Regions from separate parts of the Sus scrofa genome. Here all the other regions are linked to region 3. A link is a contact called in public HiChIP or PLAC-seq data. All regions are on one chromosome and are shown on one strand. Each heading gives the region's core, a stretch centred on a gene start, on an enhancer-like site or on the middle of the called end of the contact. The rest is flanking DNA. Distances are from core to core; before and after follow the strand shown.

Region 1 (4,469 bases), core at 1,504-4,003, 150 kb after region 3:
GATTGGATATCATCAAAAAGATAAGAGATGACAGGCACTGGTGAGGATGTAAGGAAAGAGTACCCTTGGGCTTTTTGGTGGAAATGTAAATTGGTATAATCACTACGGAAAACAGTATGGACTTTCCTCAAAAAATTAAAAATAGAACTACCATACGATTCAGCAATCTCACTTCTGGGTATAAAATCAAAAGAAGTGAAAACAAGATATTGAAGAGATATCTGCATCCCCATGTTTACTGCAGCATCATTTACAACAGACCAGCTAGGAAAACAACCTAAATGTCCATCAATGGATAAAAAGATAAAGATGATGTGGTATGTATATATAATGAATTATTATTCATCCATAAGAGAGAAAGAAACTGCCTTCTTTTTGACAATATGAATAGACCTTGAGGGCATTATGCTAAGTGAAATAAGTCAGAGAAAAACAAATACTAGGTGATATCACATGTATGTGGAATGTAAAAATGCCAAATTCATAGCAGAGTGTAGAAATGGATGGTAGGGGAAATGTAGAAATTTTGGTCAAAGGGTACAACTTCCAGTTATAAGACAAAAACATTCTGGAGACTTCATGCATAGCATGGTGATTATAGTTAACAGTACTGTATTGTATATCTGAACGTTTCTAAGAGAGTAGGTCTTAAATACTCTCACCACAAAAGAAGAAATGGTAATTACGAGATGTGATTGAAGTGAAGTGCTAATGTTATGTTGTAATCATATTGCAAATATACGTGTGCAGAATCAACACCTTGTACCCCTTATACTCAGTGTTATATGTCAATTATATTTTAATAAAACTGAAAAGATAAAAAAGAGAAGCAAAAAATAAATATGGAGTCTTCTTAGTCCTTCACTTAGAAGTCTCAAATGACTTCCCTTGCCTTTTAGAATAAATGTTGAAGTTTAACATGGCTTAGAAACTCTGGAAGGTTGTATTTCTGCATACTTCCTTTTAAACTACTCTCTACTAGTTCTTCAGTTCCCCACTCTTGTTCTTACACCAAGATACTTCTTTCTGCCTGTGTTCTTGGGCTTCCTCTGTATCCCTAGCATGCATTACTCTTCTTTCAGGTAACTTTCAATGACACCTTTTTACTAGCTCTTCAGAATAACTGTCTCATCGTTATATACAATTTTCATTGCAACTTGTGCACTCCCTTTTTGATATTGATACCACTTGGATTAGTGGCTCTGTGTGTGCCTTCATAGTGCACTTTAAGAATTCAGGAACCTCTTTTTTCTTCTCACAGCTATGTATCCAGATCTGTCACAGAGTAGGGATCAATGCGTATTGTTGCTGATTTAATATCTTTACTATTTCAGGTGTGGGTGACTTGGACTACAAAATGATTACTGAATAGAAATAAGGAACTCCAAGGAAGAGCCGTTTTCTCTGAAATAAGATAAAAACCATGTTTTTATGCTCAATTTTAATTTTGATAGGCCTTTTAGGTGTACATATTGAGAGACAATTAGAATTATGCAGCTAAAAAGCAAAAAAAAAAAGACAACAGGTTAATACCAAACTGACAATAGGTTACAGGGACTTTTATATTGGTAAGAGATAAAGCTCATTGCAGAGATACAAAATTTCTAAAGTGTGAGAATCCACTCTGAGAAACTATGGGAATTAATGAGGTTGCTCAGAGAAAAGACAGCAATAAAGCCAAGGACTTAACTTAAAAAATGGCTACATTTTGGTAAGAGAACGAATATTAATAGCAAGTAAAGAACATGGGAAAGAAGAAGAGATGAGGTTTATATAAAGTTGCAGAAATCAGAGAAGGATGTGGGTAAGTGACAGTAAGAGATACAAGAGCGTTTGAGACTGGAGACTGAAGAAATTGCACTGGGCGAGCATACATTCATTCAACAGTGCTTTTAAGGACAGTTTAAATAGGGGAAAAGTTATATTGAAGAGTTTTAAGAAGTATTTGGACAAGGTAGGTAGGGTAACAATTTTCTCAAGGATACTGGTCAAAAGTTAGGGCATGGGGTTTTAGCTTAAAACGAAGATAGTCTTTTATTTTTCTTTTAAAGAAAAAGAACTTGACCGATGAACTGGATTGAGTTAAAGAATTAAGAAAAAAGAGAGATAATTGAGCAACTAACTTAATAGGAAAGGCATGGAGACAATTATTTACCCTTTTCATCATCATCTTTATCCTCATTATCATCATAAATATTAGGATAGATAGGCTCAGAATGCAGGTTAAGAGTTTCGGCTTTTAAAATAATAATAATAGCTGCAATTTGTTAAATGTTTACTATCTGCCAAAAGTCTGTTAATCATCCTTTACCTCCTTATGAAGTAGAAATTATTATCTCCACTTTAGAGACGATGACATTGACAGTGTGAAACTGAAAAGTTTTTTTGTCAATGTCTTACCATGTCAACATAGAGTATCTAACTTGGTCTGTCTGACTTCAAACCCAAAGCACTCCACCAGAACATGATGCTTCCCTGCAAAGGACACTGTTCCTCAAGTCAGTGCAAAAGCAACGAGGGAGAGAGGTGCAGATTTTTTAAGTAGAAGAGGAGAGCAATGGTGTAAACTTAGGTTGGGATGGTTTCAATTTTCTCAGTAGGAGGTGAGGTTATGTGCAAAGAGGGAGGGAGGAGGGCTGGGATTAGGGACTTGAGCAGAGCGGAAATATTTGGAACAGCTGCGGTGAGGAATGCACCAGGGAGTCAACAAGTGGTAAATAAAAGAACTGCTGAGATACAACGAGAGCCCAGCTGGGGTCAGTTGACTCGGTCACTATTGTTTAGCGACTTGCTTTGGTCTATGAACATGGGAAGAGGCATTGGGCAATAGGGGTTACTGAAATGTGGGCATTGGTAAAGTGGAACTAACAGAAGAATAAAGAAGAGGCAGACTTAGGCAGGTTGTGAGTGCATTATGGACCTGATTAATTTTGTGGGTTTTGGCAGAGTGCAGAGGAAGGGTGTGGCTCACAGCCAAGAAGAGGAGTGAATAGATTAGCTGCTAGAGAGCATGATGAAGATGGAGACAGAAGACCAGATGACATGAAGTGGAAGGATAGAAGTCTGACTGTGGTTTAATGATAATAAAATAATGTTTTAAAAAATGACCGCTACCATTGCATGATTGCTCATCTTGGGCTAAAACAGATATCTGTTTCCATGTTGAATTCTCACACTAACACCATCCATCACTTGCATTATTTTCTCCACTTTATATATGAAGAAAAAGATAAATTAGGTAGCTTGGAGAGGATTTTAATCCTCCTGCTAATGGAAGAGAAGAGATTTGGGGACAGACTCTTGGGCAGCAGAGCCCATGACCTTTTCCAAGGTGCACACTGACTACCATGGGGGCTGCGGTGCCTTTTTGTAACCTATATATTTACTTGGTTTAATTTACTATGGCTCAATAATTTCAATTATTTGGGATCCATTACTAAAAACAGATACAGATTTGCTTATACGTAATTCTCATGAAATCATCCACGTGTACTACTTTATATATTTCATGTCCTATGAAAACGGGCTGGGGAAGGTACACACCTGTTAATTGTTACTAACACCCTTAGACATGTTTTATGGGTCAGGCTGCAGTGCTCTAGAAGAGTTTTAGCTCTTGCAGCTGGACGAAGCTGCACATTTTGAATGCCTGAAATTTGACCTAAATGGTGTTGACATTACAGTGACTGTGAGTGATGGAAAAGGAAACAAAAATCTTGGATTTTTTTCCTCTACGGAGACCTCTTCTCCACAAATTAATAACAACAACAGACTCAGAAAATATCTCTTGAACTAGAGACTGCAGCCAGCAGTACAGCTGCATATTTCCAAGAGGCCCACAGAGACCACTGCCTTTTCGTGTAAATCCTTCCAGTCGTAAAAGTCCCCTTGTTTTGTTAGTGTCTACTCTGCTTTTTATTTTATTTTCAAATTTAATTTCATTATTTTTTCTTTCATTTTATTTTGAAGTTTCAGTGTTAGTGGAAAACATCTCCAATACATGACATGGGTCACTTTAGAAACCTCAAGCTTATCACGCTGTGCCTTAAAATAAATAGAAAGTGGTAAATACAACTGAATGCAACGCATGTATATTGACAAGTCCTTTAATGAGTAAAGTATTGGGTTCCTAGAGAGATTTCAAGGTGATTGAAGTATGGTCTCCGTTCTCATAAATGATATGGTTTAGGAAGATGGATAGACACCAACCTCAAGGATTATGATGTGAATCATTAAATTATTTTGAAAAGCTTTTAAAAAGGTATTTTGGTAATACAGAACAAGACAATAAAACCACGGCTGGTGGATTTGAAAAATGACTGAAATATCACTGAATTCATTATTTTATTTATTTTGCCTTTTTGCTTTCCTTAGGGCCACTCCCTCAGCATATGGAGGTTCCCAGGCTAGGGGTCGAATCGGAGCTGTAGCTGCTGGCCTACGCCAGAGCCACAGCAACACGGGATCCG
Region 2 (5,072 bases), core at 2,276-4,775, 180 kb before region 3:
GAGAGGATCCTGTGGAAAACTTTGATTCAAAGCATGAAAATTTTGACCCTCAATTAAGCTGGGGTTGCCAGACTTAACAAAGAAAAACACAGGACACTTAGTCACATTTACATTTCAGAGAAGCAACAAGTAGTTTTTTTATACATAGGTCTTGTATTTTATCTGGCGACGCCAAATTAAGCAAAGTGTAAATAACAATACAATAATATTTGAAGTAAAAGCTAGTCATTGGAAAATATACCACTACCTTACCTGTTGAGATCATTAGGATATTCAGAATAGTTTTTTTAGAAAAACTATATCACATCCTAAAGATGACCCACATTCCACCTTTATCTCCACAAAGGTTTTTGTTTGTTTGTTTTTTAACACATCATGTGTATGTACATAGCCAAGTGTGAACTGAACTTTACGCAAGACCGAACATAGAGTTAGCCACGGTCAACTAGAAAGTTGTAATTTTTTCAAATAGCAAGGGTTCTTGCTTTATTTTCTAAATCAGTGATTCTTAGGCATGGCCGCACATTAGCATTACTTGGGGAGATTTTTTAAAAAATAGATGATGCTCTCCTTCATAGAGTCTGTTTGAGGTTGGTTTGAGAGCGAGGCCTTATATAAATATCTCAGTTGCCCACTGCCTTCATTTCCTCACCCATAAAGTGGGGATAAAAATATTTCCTGTGTCCAGGCATCATGATTAAATGAATAATGCATGTGGAGTTTCAGAAAAGGTCTGACTTGCAATAACTATTTAGTAAATGAAAGTCATTATGTTATTACAGTGAAACCATAATAGAGATTCATAGCTTACTGAGAATGAGACTAGAAAGTGGAATTGATACCAAACAAAGCATGGATAGAGGAAAATGTTAAGCCAGGCTCACACCTGCATGCAAGAGCTGATTGTGGATGTTTCTTCTCACCCCCACATTTAGTGAAATCACATTTGAAAGTCAGTCATGGTAAGTTTATTTATAGCACAGACATCACCACATGTTGATGTCAGGGGTTTTTGTTTTTTGGTTTTTTTTTTTTTTTTTTTTTGGTCCTCATTGGGTTTTGAATCTAGAATCACCAGAGTATGCCTGTACTCTCAATCATCAGTTCCAAATCTTGCAGCAACTTATTTACTCCTGCTCTCAAAAACTCAAGGATTGCTTTGTTTTTTTGTTTTGTTTGCTTTTTAGGGCTGCACCCACGGCATATGTAGGTTCCCAGGCTAGGGGTCCAGTCAGAGCTACAGCTGCCGGCCTACACCAGAGCCACAGCAATGCAGGATCCAAGCCACGTCTGCGACCTAAACCACAGCTCACGGCAACATCAGATCCTTGACCCACTGAGTGAGGCCAGGGATTGAATCCGCATCCTCATGGATACTAGTCAGATTCTTTTCCATTGTGCCGTGACAGGAACTCCACAAATTTAGGGATTTGAACTCATAGAAAAAGAGAGTAGAATGGTGGTTGCCAGAGGCTGAGGTGGGGGAAATGGGAGATGTTGGTTGTAGAGTATGAACTTTCAGTTATAGAAGGAATAAGGATTCTGAGGATTTGATTACATCAGGGTGACTATAGTTAATAATACTGTATTGTATACTTGAAATTTGCTGAGAGTAGATCTTAAGCGTTCTCATCAAGAAAAAAAAAAGTAAAAGAGAAAGTAACTATATGAGGTAATAGATGAGTTAATTAACTTGGTTGTGGGAATGATTTCATGATATATATGTGTGTCAAATTATCATGTTGTACACTTTAAATGTATTACAATTTTATTTCTAAATTATACCCCAATAAAGCTGGAAAAAACTAATTAAGAATTTGTGGGGATATAGCCAGGGATTAGATCTGAGCTGCAGTTGTGACCTATGCTGTAGCTACGGCAATGTGGGATCTTTAACCCATTGTCCTGGTCCGGGGATCAAACCTACGTCCTCCTGGCACTGCAGAGATGCTGCCAATCCCATTGAGCTACAGCGGGAACACTTAAATTCATGTACATTCTTAAAACACAAGGCCAAAATAATGATGATGATGATGATAAAATCCCCCTGAGGTCTACGTTCAGGTTAGTTTTGGAAATGCTCCAAGAGTGTGTTCATTCTCCTTTGCCTTTGTTGGGGACTCAGGTGGAAACAGATGGGAAGTACTGGAGAGTCTCCGCACCTCAGTTTTCCCATTGGTCAGAAGAGGATGGTTGTCAGAGTGATATGAGATAATGGATTTTAATGACACAATGATGGTAGTTAGTGCCTCAATTTTAAGGAATGTTTGTTGAATCAGTTTGTGACTTAGGACTTAGAGCTAAGTAGACCCCTGGCCCAGAATCTGAACTTCGACCTTGGACCTCAGTATCTCTAAGTGCTTCCTAAGGCCACGAGGGCTAGTAGACTCAACAGAGATAGAACTAGAATCCTACTGCCTGCTAATTTATTTTTGCTGAATTCTTCCGAAATTAGTATGTGTTAACTTTTACTTGACATGCTTTAGCAAAAAGACATAGTAAACATTTTCTAATAATGATTGAAACATTCTTCATGTATGGAGTTACATTGTTTTTTTTTAAAGCAGCTTGTATCATTCTGTATTATATTAAAATGTGCAACATTGTTATTCTGGATTATTTTCTATACTCTAATGTATAAAATTGTGCCTTAAGAAATTCAATGTGATACTTTTAATTTCTTAATTTAAAAAACCAGACTACAATTGTATTGTTTTAACAAGAGAATAAACATTTGTAATACTTATCTATATAGTTAAATTAGGCCAGAAATTGACATTTGTGCAATTTCTCCCCCTTGGAAGCAGCAGGTATATAAAATTATTATACATTGTGTTTACGCTGCATATACATAAAATTGACGAGAGACCTGAAAGTAAAGCAAGCTCTTTGGAACCTAGACTGGATTGCCAAGCTGAGTACCCCTGCAAAACAAACTCTCTTTGTCTGAACCTGTGAAAGGTACCAAAAGAGAGTGAGAACCAGTTTTACTTTTTTTTTTTAACTTTTTTTCTGTTTTTGTAGGAGAACCAGCAGTGGAAGAAAAGATCACTTCCTCTGTCGACCCTTTATGGGTTTCGGATTCTGTAAACTCTGCCATGTAACTTGATCCCAACGCTAATGAAATCCTGTTAGACTCTCCCTGCCCTCCTTCCCGCTTCCATCTTTCGGAGGGTCTCACCTTTTAAAACCTCGCTTTGGATTTGCAGACCTGTGTAATCCTCCTGCCATTGTTTGGCTTTTTACCCGGGCACTTTTCACCTACATCCTCTCTGCCCTCATTTGGCAGTCGGTTGGGCTTCTTCCTGCCTTGAATACCGCATTCCCGAGTTATTCAAGCTCAGTCATTAGCACCCTGTCCCCCTACGAAAATTATGAATGAAAAGCCTTGTTGTTCTTTACAAATAACTCAGGCTTCCTCAGTCAGTCAAATGCGAATGGAAGTGACTGCCGGACAAAGGGGCGGGATGATGGACAGTCCTCACAGCGAGTCATCAATGCGCACAGGAAGTTTTTCAAGCCACAGTCTAGGTGGAGAGGGCTGGGCGTTCCCGGAGGACGTGCCTACAGAAGGGGCGGCGGGGGGTGGGGTGCGTGCTCTTTGTGTGCGTTGGGATCTTACCGAAAAAACAAACGCGAGCACCAGAGAGAGCAATGCAGGCAGCCCCTCTTGCCCACGCCAGAACTTAAAACTCCGTCCGTGGAGACATCCACCTTGCAGGCACTCTGGTTGGCGCTGACACACACAGACAAAAGCGAAGGCACCGACCCTTTACTGGGTTTTGAATGCTGAACGGGGCCAAGAGTGGGTTACGGACTGGGAGCTGCAGGGCGTCCCGCTGGGAAGTTGCATTGTCCTGGGCCCCTTTTTCACAACAGGGGAAAAGGTAATTGACAGCCCGATTGTTTGGTCGGGACCCCTGCTGTTTTAAAATCCTGGAAGGCCCCAGTCACACGTTGTCAATAATAGCCGTTGGAGGTGCGGAGTGAAGGACTGTTCAGGAAACAGTTTGAGCCCTTCAAGTGGACAGGCCTCAGTGACTTTTCTTGCACTCTGGCTGCCACAAGCAGCTCATTCAAAAATAACCTTCAAGTAATAAATCAAACTTGTTTCCTGAACTATACAAGGAACAGCTGGTTATTTTTCCTCACTTTTTTTTTTTTTTTTTTCAAAGAAAGGGGGAAAAAAAAGAGAGGAGATTTTTTACTACAGGAAATCAAGCATGTCAAAATTTGGCAAAGCAATTTGGATGATTTAGCAGCTAAACACTTCTCTTTTTAATGTTATGCTTTCATCGGTCTTTTGATTTCAGCTTTTCATTTTTGCATTCTGTTTGCTGCAGTGACTGTCCCTTGTCTGTGCTCTCCTCCCCTTTGAAAGGAAAACGGGTTTAGTGGCGTGTCATTAGAAGAGCTTTGGTGTAATTTCTCATGTCTTGGTGCAGGGGCTCAGCTTATTACACAGCTAAAGTGTGTTCTCTTCCACAGAGAGAGTTTAGATTTAGACCTATAGCTCCATGTATCTGCTCCTCGTGAGAGCTATATATTTTGGCATTCTGATGACAAGGCAGTTTTTCTTCAGTCTGCTGATTTAGGAACCCCAAGCTAGTGCATGTGTCATAACTGAAGTAGTCTGGTATTTTAAAGAAGTTTATTTTGGGCTTTTGGGTTTTTTTTTAAATGCCTTTTTTTGCGCCTGTCTTTGTGTTCTCTTTGTGTGTGTCTTTTCCTCCTTGAATATTCTGGAAAAATCTGCCAACCTCTGATTGACCTTACCAATAATTAAAAATATAAGTATAAATAAATAACACAAAACAATTCCCTTCTATGATGATGGCTGTTGATTTTTATAGATGCTTGGTATTTCAAACAGAAATCCATTCTAAATGAAAATTGTTTTGCGATCTCTCAGTGTGTACCTTAGAGATTAGCTTTTCACAACTTGTGGACACTTAGAATTTTAAAAAATCTGTATTTGAAGGTCTGTCAGATTTTAATGAAGGTCTCTTTCAATCAATTTAAGTATAATTAAACAGTAATGTTAAGATTAGATATTAAGATTAGGTAAAACA
Region 3 (4,693 bases), core at 1,629-4,128:
CCTAGCTCGGGAACTTCCATATGCCGTGGGTGCAGCCCTAAAAAGACAAAAAGCCACAAAAAAACAAAAAAACCCCCAAAACCAAAAAAAAAAAAAAACAAACCCCCAACTTGTTCTTATCCACTGTAGCCGGCAGAATCTGGGCTGAAAGAATCATCTATACAACTTATTGTTTTTTGTGGCTCTTTTGTTATGAGTACAGTCAGGTTTGCCTTTGTGATCCTCTCAGAGATAACGCCTCTTCTTTACACACCATCTGTAATAGCCCACAGGTAGCTCTTTCCATGGGATTTTCATGTTTATGCACAAATACTGTAGTCGGTGAGGTTAACAGATGCAAACTATTGCCTTTGGAATGGATAAGCATTGGGATCGTGTTGTATAGCACTGGGAACTATGTCTGGTCACTTGAGATGGAGCATGATAATGGGAGAAAAAGGAATGTATACATGTATGTGTGACTGGGTCACCTTGCTGTGCAGCAGAAAATTGACAGAACACTGTAAATTAGCTATAATGGAAAAAAATAAATATCACTATAAAAAAACCCAAAACACATTTATATGATATAAAAATGATAAAGTAAATTGTACATTTAAAAAAACCCCACAAATATTGTAGTTGATACTTTGAAAGAAAAGCAATTGTCTCAAAAATTATTTGCTATTTTCTCCCAATTTAGTTAGGAAGGACCCAAGATTCTATAATATAGAATTTAAATTTCAGGCAAAGCAACTGGAGAAAATTCTGGGAGTTTTCATCTTGGAAGCTCGCTTTGCCTCCCTGGGCACTCCAGAGCTCTCATCAGGTTTATTGCTCTTGGTTTCGATGTGTGTTGAGCAGTTTTGGCCACCAGAGAGCTTTCTTATCAGGGGTCTAGCCTCTTCTGGTTAGAAGCCACAACATCTGCCGTTCTTCATTATTTCTGTCCTTTTCATATTAGCCTGATATGCTACCCAAATGGCCCAGCTATCATTCATTTTATGTACATTGTATTATTCACACAAAAATCATTTGTTGCCATTGGGAACAGCATAGATATTTGAAAGTATTTTTTTTTTCTGTTATCACTAATTACCTACATCCCCACTTTTAATATTATGTTAATTCAAAAGAGCCTATTAATGGGTTTACATTTTATATCTGCGAATATTTTTATGGAGTGTGAAGCAATGAGTATATTATTAAAAGCATCAAGAGGTAACTAAAGGAAATCTTATGTTAACAAGTTCTTTTCTAACTAAAAAAAAAAAAAAAAAAGAATATGTTTATTAGAGAAAATAAGCTCAAGAGTTTTCATCCTGTGACTTATATATGTCTTCAAGCTGCTTCTGACAGCATAATTTGGCAAAATTTCATTTTGGTTCAGAAGGAAGCATAATGCTCCTAAGTTTCCTATAGTGGCAAGTGGAAGGAAAAGTTAATGCAGCAACTGAGGGCAAGCACATAAAGTGATAACTGAAGATGGAGTCTCAGGATTCCATGAGATCTTAATCCACACTGTGATGATTTACTGTCCCTAATCCCAATGGGAAGAACTGAACTGAGACAGTTGATTGACAAATGAACCCTGTTTTTTGAAGAAGATACTATAGCAGACTAAAATAAAATGTGTTTATTGAACAAAGGCATGGGATTATACTTTGAGACTTTTAAGTCATCCTCAAATTCTGAATTATATTTTAAGTATCTACAAATTTGTGAGATATTGTAAATATTATAGTATAAATTTGGTATTTATGCTTATCGATGTAATAGCTTAGATTGCAAGTAGAGTGCAGGCACCTGGCACATGTTAAGGATTTTAGGCTGTTCCTATGAGAGCAAAGAGTGGCACATTGAAAATATCTGGCATTTATATGTAATAATGAAAAAAAAAACATTTTTTTTAAATGTCAAGAAAGTCAGTTTGTGGTTTCTGGATGGGCTGAGTTGATCACTGAAGTGTCTACATTTCATTACCACTTCTGATTCTAATTCCTTGGCATGCTTTGGTTTTAATTTAATTGCTAAAGAAATAAGGTCTACATATTTAATCTTTGTTCCATTTACCTATCACTTCAGAAATATTGTTTATTTCTTGTTATAGGACATACTGGATGACTCTGCATCCAAGATACAGGCTGTGATGTGGTTAGAGTTAGGGCTTGGCATCAGCTCCTCTCTGATGTGGCTGTGTTAAGTATATGCTAAAGATATATTGGAACTTTGTAGCAGTTTTAAAGAAAATTCAGAAATGTATAATATATACAAATACTAGTTTGTTTCTTCTTTCCTCCTTGTTCCTTTTGGAGAGTTACTGTAAAGTTTGGTTCTTTGGAGATATTTCTCCTTCCTGTCCTTTGATACTTAAACTATTTTATATAAATTTAGAGACAGTCACATTGGCTGTCTTCATTTCATTTCTTTGGACCCAATTTCCTCTTGATTGTAAATTTGTCATTGGGGAATCTTTTTCTTCCTTTAGGCCAAACAGCTGTTTTTAATTTTACTTTTCTTCTTGTTTTTTTTTTTTTTTTTTTTTTCCCCCACTAAGGAGGTCAAGTTCCTTTGGGGGAAAACTTCAGATCGTTATGTTCTTTTCTTTTCTATCAACATGTACAACAACAAAATACAAATTGCTTTTGGGCTGAGAGTTGCTGCGGTAGATTTAGTAGTGTTCATTTAAATATCTTTGCATTTCTAAATGTTAATACCACTTCTAACTCTCAGATAAAGCCCAGTTAGATGCTTATTATAGCTAATTTACTTTCATCTGTAAATATGAAAAATATATTTGTAGCCATGTGGTAGTGGGTTCCTGTAAAGAGTGACCTTTATTTAGCTTTCCTGTTTTGCATGTGTCCACACTCCATTTGTGAGTACCTAGGACTGCTTAGCACAAATCACGAATCCAAAGCTTATTTCATAATGGCCATGTTTTTGGAACTACTTGTTTCCTCAACACAGTATCTTTGAATTAAATGACTCATTGCACCTCTGTTCTTCTGAATGGATGGACTCTCTTAGGAAAAAGTTAGAGAACCATAATAGTGAGTAGTATTATGGATATGGCTATTCAAGTGCAAAGAAATGTTGGTAAAATTAAAAAAATAAATGTTCATTTACATTTAATTTGACAAAAGCATAATACCTGAAATAGAAAAAGTCTGCCATGTCTTTTTGAAAGTCAGACTGTCATCCAGGCCTACATGATCCTAATTCCTTCCTCTTTGTGAAAGCAAAATGGTCAAATAGAATATTCATTGAAAAGAAAATAAGCTCTTGGTTCTTGCTTTCCTTTCTCCCAAGAATTTGATATGTAGATTAATTCACATTTAACTGAGCTATGTGTTATAGAAATACAAATAGATTCAGTTGAACCTTGCATGGGGAAGCGCAGGTTAGCTTCCCACAGCCTTATAGTCATTTTCTGTATTTGAATTTGGGCAGAGAAATCCATGTGTGTGTTAGCTATGTGAAAGATCTTGCTTGCTTTTTGCTTATTCATTTATTTTTTTCTCTTTTTAAAGTTCCAGGGATTCAAATATTCACCACTTTCAAGGTTTGTAATTCAAGAATTGTGAGGAAATGTGGGTGAATGGGGACATAGGATTTATCATCTCCTTCTTGTCTCTGAGATATAGAAGAAGAGAGAACTTGCATTTATGATTAAAACCATGGAAATCACTAAATTGCCAGTCCTTTTGAGAATTTCAGTCAAATACAGAATATATAAGGTCAGGCTCAGGAAAAATACTTGAGGGCAACATGCTAGTTAGACATTGTATCTCTAGTGATAGTACCAAGCAGTACCATCGCCATAGGATGCCAGGAGAAATATTTATCAAGTTGGCAAATGACAGCTCAATAAATTGGACTAAGAGTTTTAGTGGCAGGAGCCATAACAAGAGATGATGTAGATACTATAGAAAACAGAGAGGGGCTCCACTTAATTAAAAAGTAAATTCAATCCTAGTGGCCAATGCTATTCCTGTATTTGTATTTTGCAAATTCAACAAACAAATGCACACATAAAAACTATAGAGAAGCAAGGCAGAAGAGAAATGGAATGCAATTCTCCATATTTACATCTTCTTTTCTCTCAAAAAATCATGAAAAAATATAAATCAATGGTTCACATCTACATTATGAAAGAGCCTATAAGGAACTGGGAAAACAAAACTAATAAAATAGGTTAAATAATAGATTTATCATTGTGGGGGCTTTGTAGGGGCTTATTTATCACCTCTCTGCCTATCCTTGACTTCTTAACTAACTGAGGTAGATGCAAGGGCCAACTGGACATTAACATATAACATCAAGCTATCTTTTAAAATGGTGATGGAAAGTACAGTGTTTATTTGCAGGGTGCCAAGCAAGGAGTTTGGGTGGCTCATGCTCAAAAAAACTAAACTCTTCAATGGCTTTTCCTCAAGCTATTTCTTGATTTGAGGAAACAGCTTAGTCTTCCTTGGGGTATTTTACAACTTCTCTAAATGAATTCACCTGCTCAGCTGTGGCTGAACAGCTGGAGACAGCAGACTTTCCCCCAAAGGGGCAGGGCTGGCCTTGGTGACATTACTAAGCCTTGGAAATAGAACAAATTTCATTCTGAGCAGATACCTACAAGAGAAGGAAAGCAGAAAGATATACGACCACAGGGGAGCAATGTCTTTCCATACATTACAAACACTCAGTAGAAAAAACAAAG

What was found. HiChIP or PLAC-seq counts read pairs in DNA pulled down with a chosen protein or histone mark.
Region 1: a contact with region 3 is called in an H3K27ac HiChIP or PLAC-seq map of skeletal muscle, with 7 times the contacts expected there. The contact joins two enhancer-like sites. A contact is called at or near these places in 4 of 47 Hi-C or Micro-C datasets (epiblast stem cells, heart right ventricle, psoas muscle and 1 more) and 1 of 2 datasets of contacts at active chromatin or transcription factors (skeletal muscle).
Region 2: a contact with region 3 is called in an H3K27ac HiChIP or PLAC-seq map of skeletal muscle. The contact joins two enhancer-like sites. A contact is called at or near these places in 2 of 47 Hi-C or Micro-C datasets (heart right ventricle and mesenteric adipose tissue) and 1 of 2 datasets of contacts at active chromatin or transcription factors (skeletal muscle).

What each region holds. Positions count from the first base shown.
Region 1 is chr11:52,502,373-52,506,841 of Sscrofa11.1, forward strand. All of the region lies in intron 2 of LOC110255835 (a long non-coding RNA gene), which reads right to left. Among named protein-coding and RNA genes, the nearest start is that of SPRY2, 350 kb to the left of the region's middle. Within about 2 kb of position 2,754, at least 11 of the 83 cell types and tissues checked have an H3K27ac peak or open chromatin away from gene starts, as enhancers often do. A contact at or near this core is called in skeletal muscle, where this site is marked.
Region 2 is chr11:52,170,181-52,175,252 of Sscrofa11.1, forward strand. No RefSeq gene overlaps it. Among named protein-coding and RNA genes, the nearest start is that of SPRY2, 14 kb to the left of the region's middle. Within about 2 kb of position 3,526, at least 67 of the 83 cell types and tissues checked have an H3K27ac peak or open chromatin away from gene starts, as enhancers often do. A contact at or near this core is called in mesenteric adipose tissue and skeletal muscle, where this site is marked.
Region 3 is chr11:52,349,648-52,354,340 of Sscrofa11.1, forward strand. No RefSeq gene overlaps it. Among named protein-coding and RNA genes, the nearest start is that of SPRY2, 190 kb to the left of the region's middle. Within about 2 kb of position 2,879, at least 5 of the 83 cell types and tissues checked have an H3K27ac peak or open chromatin away from gene starts, as enhancers often do. A contact at or near this core is called in mesenteric adipose tissue and skeletal muscle, where this site is marked.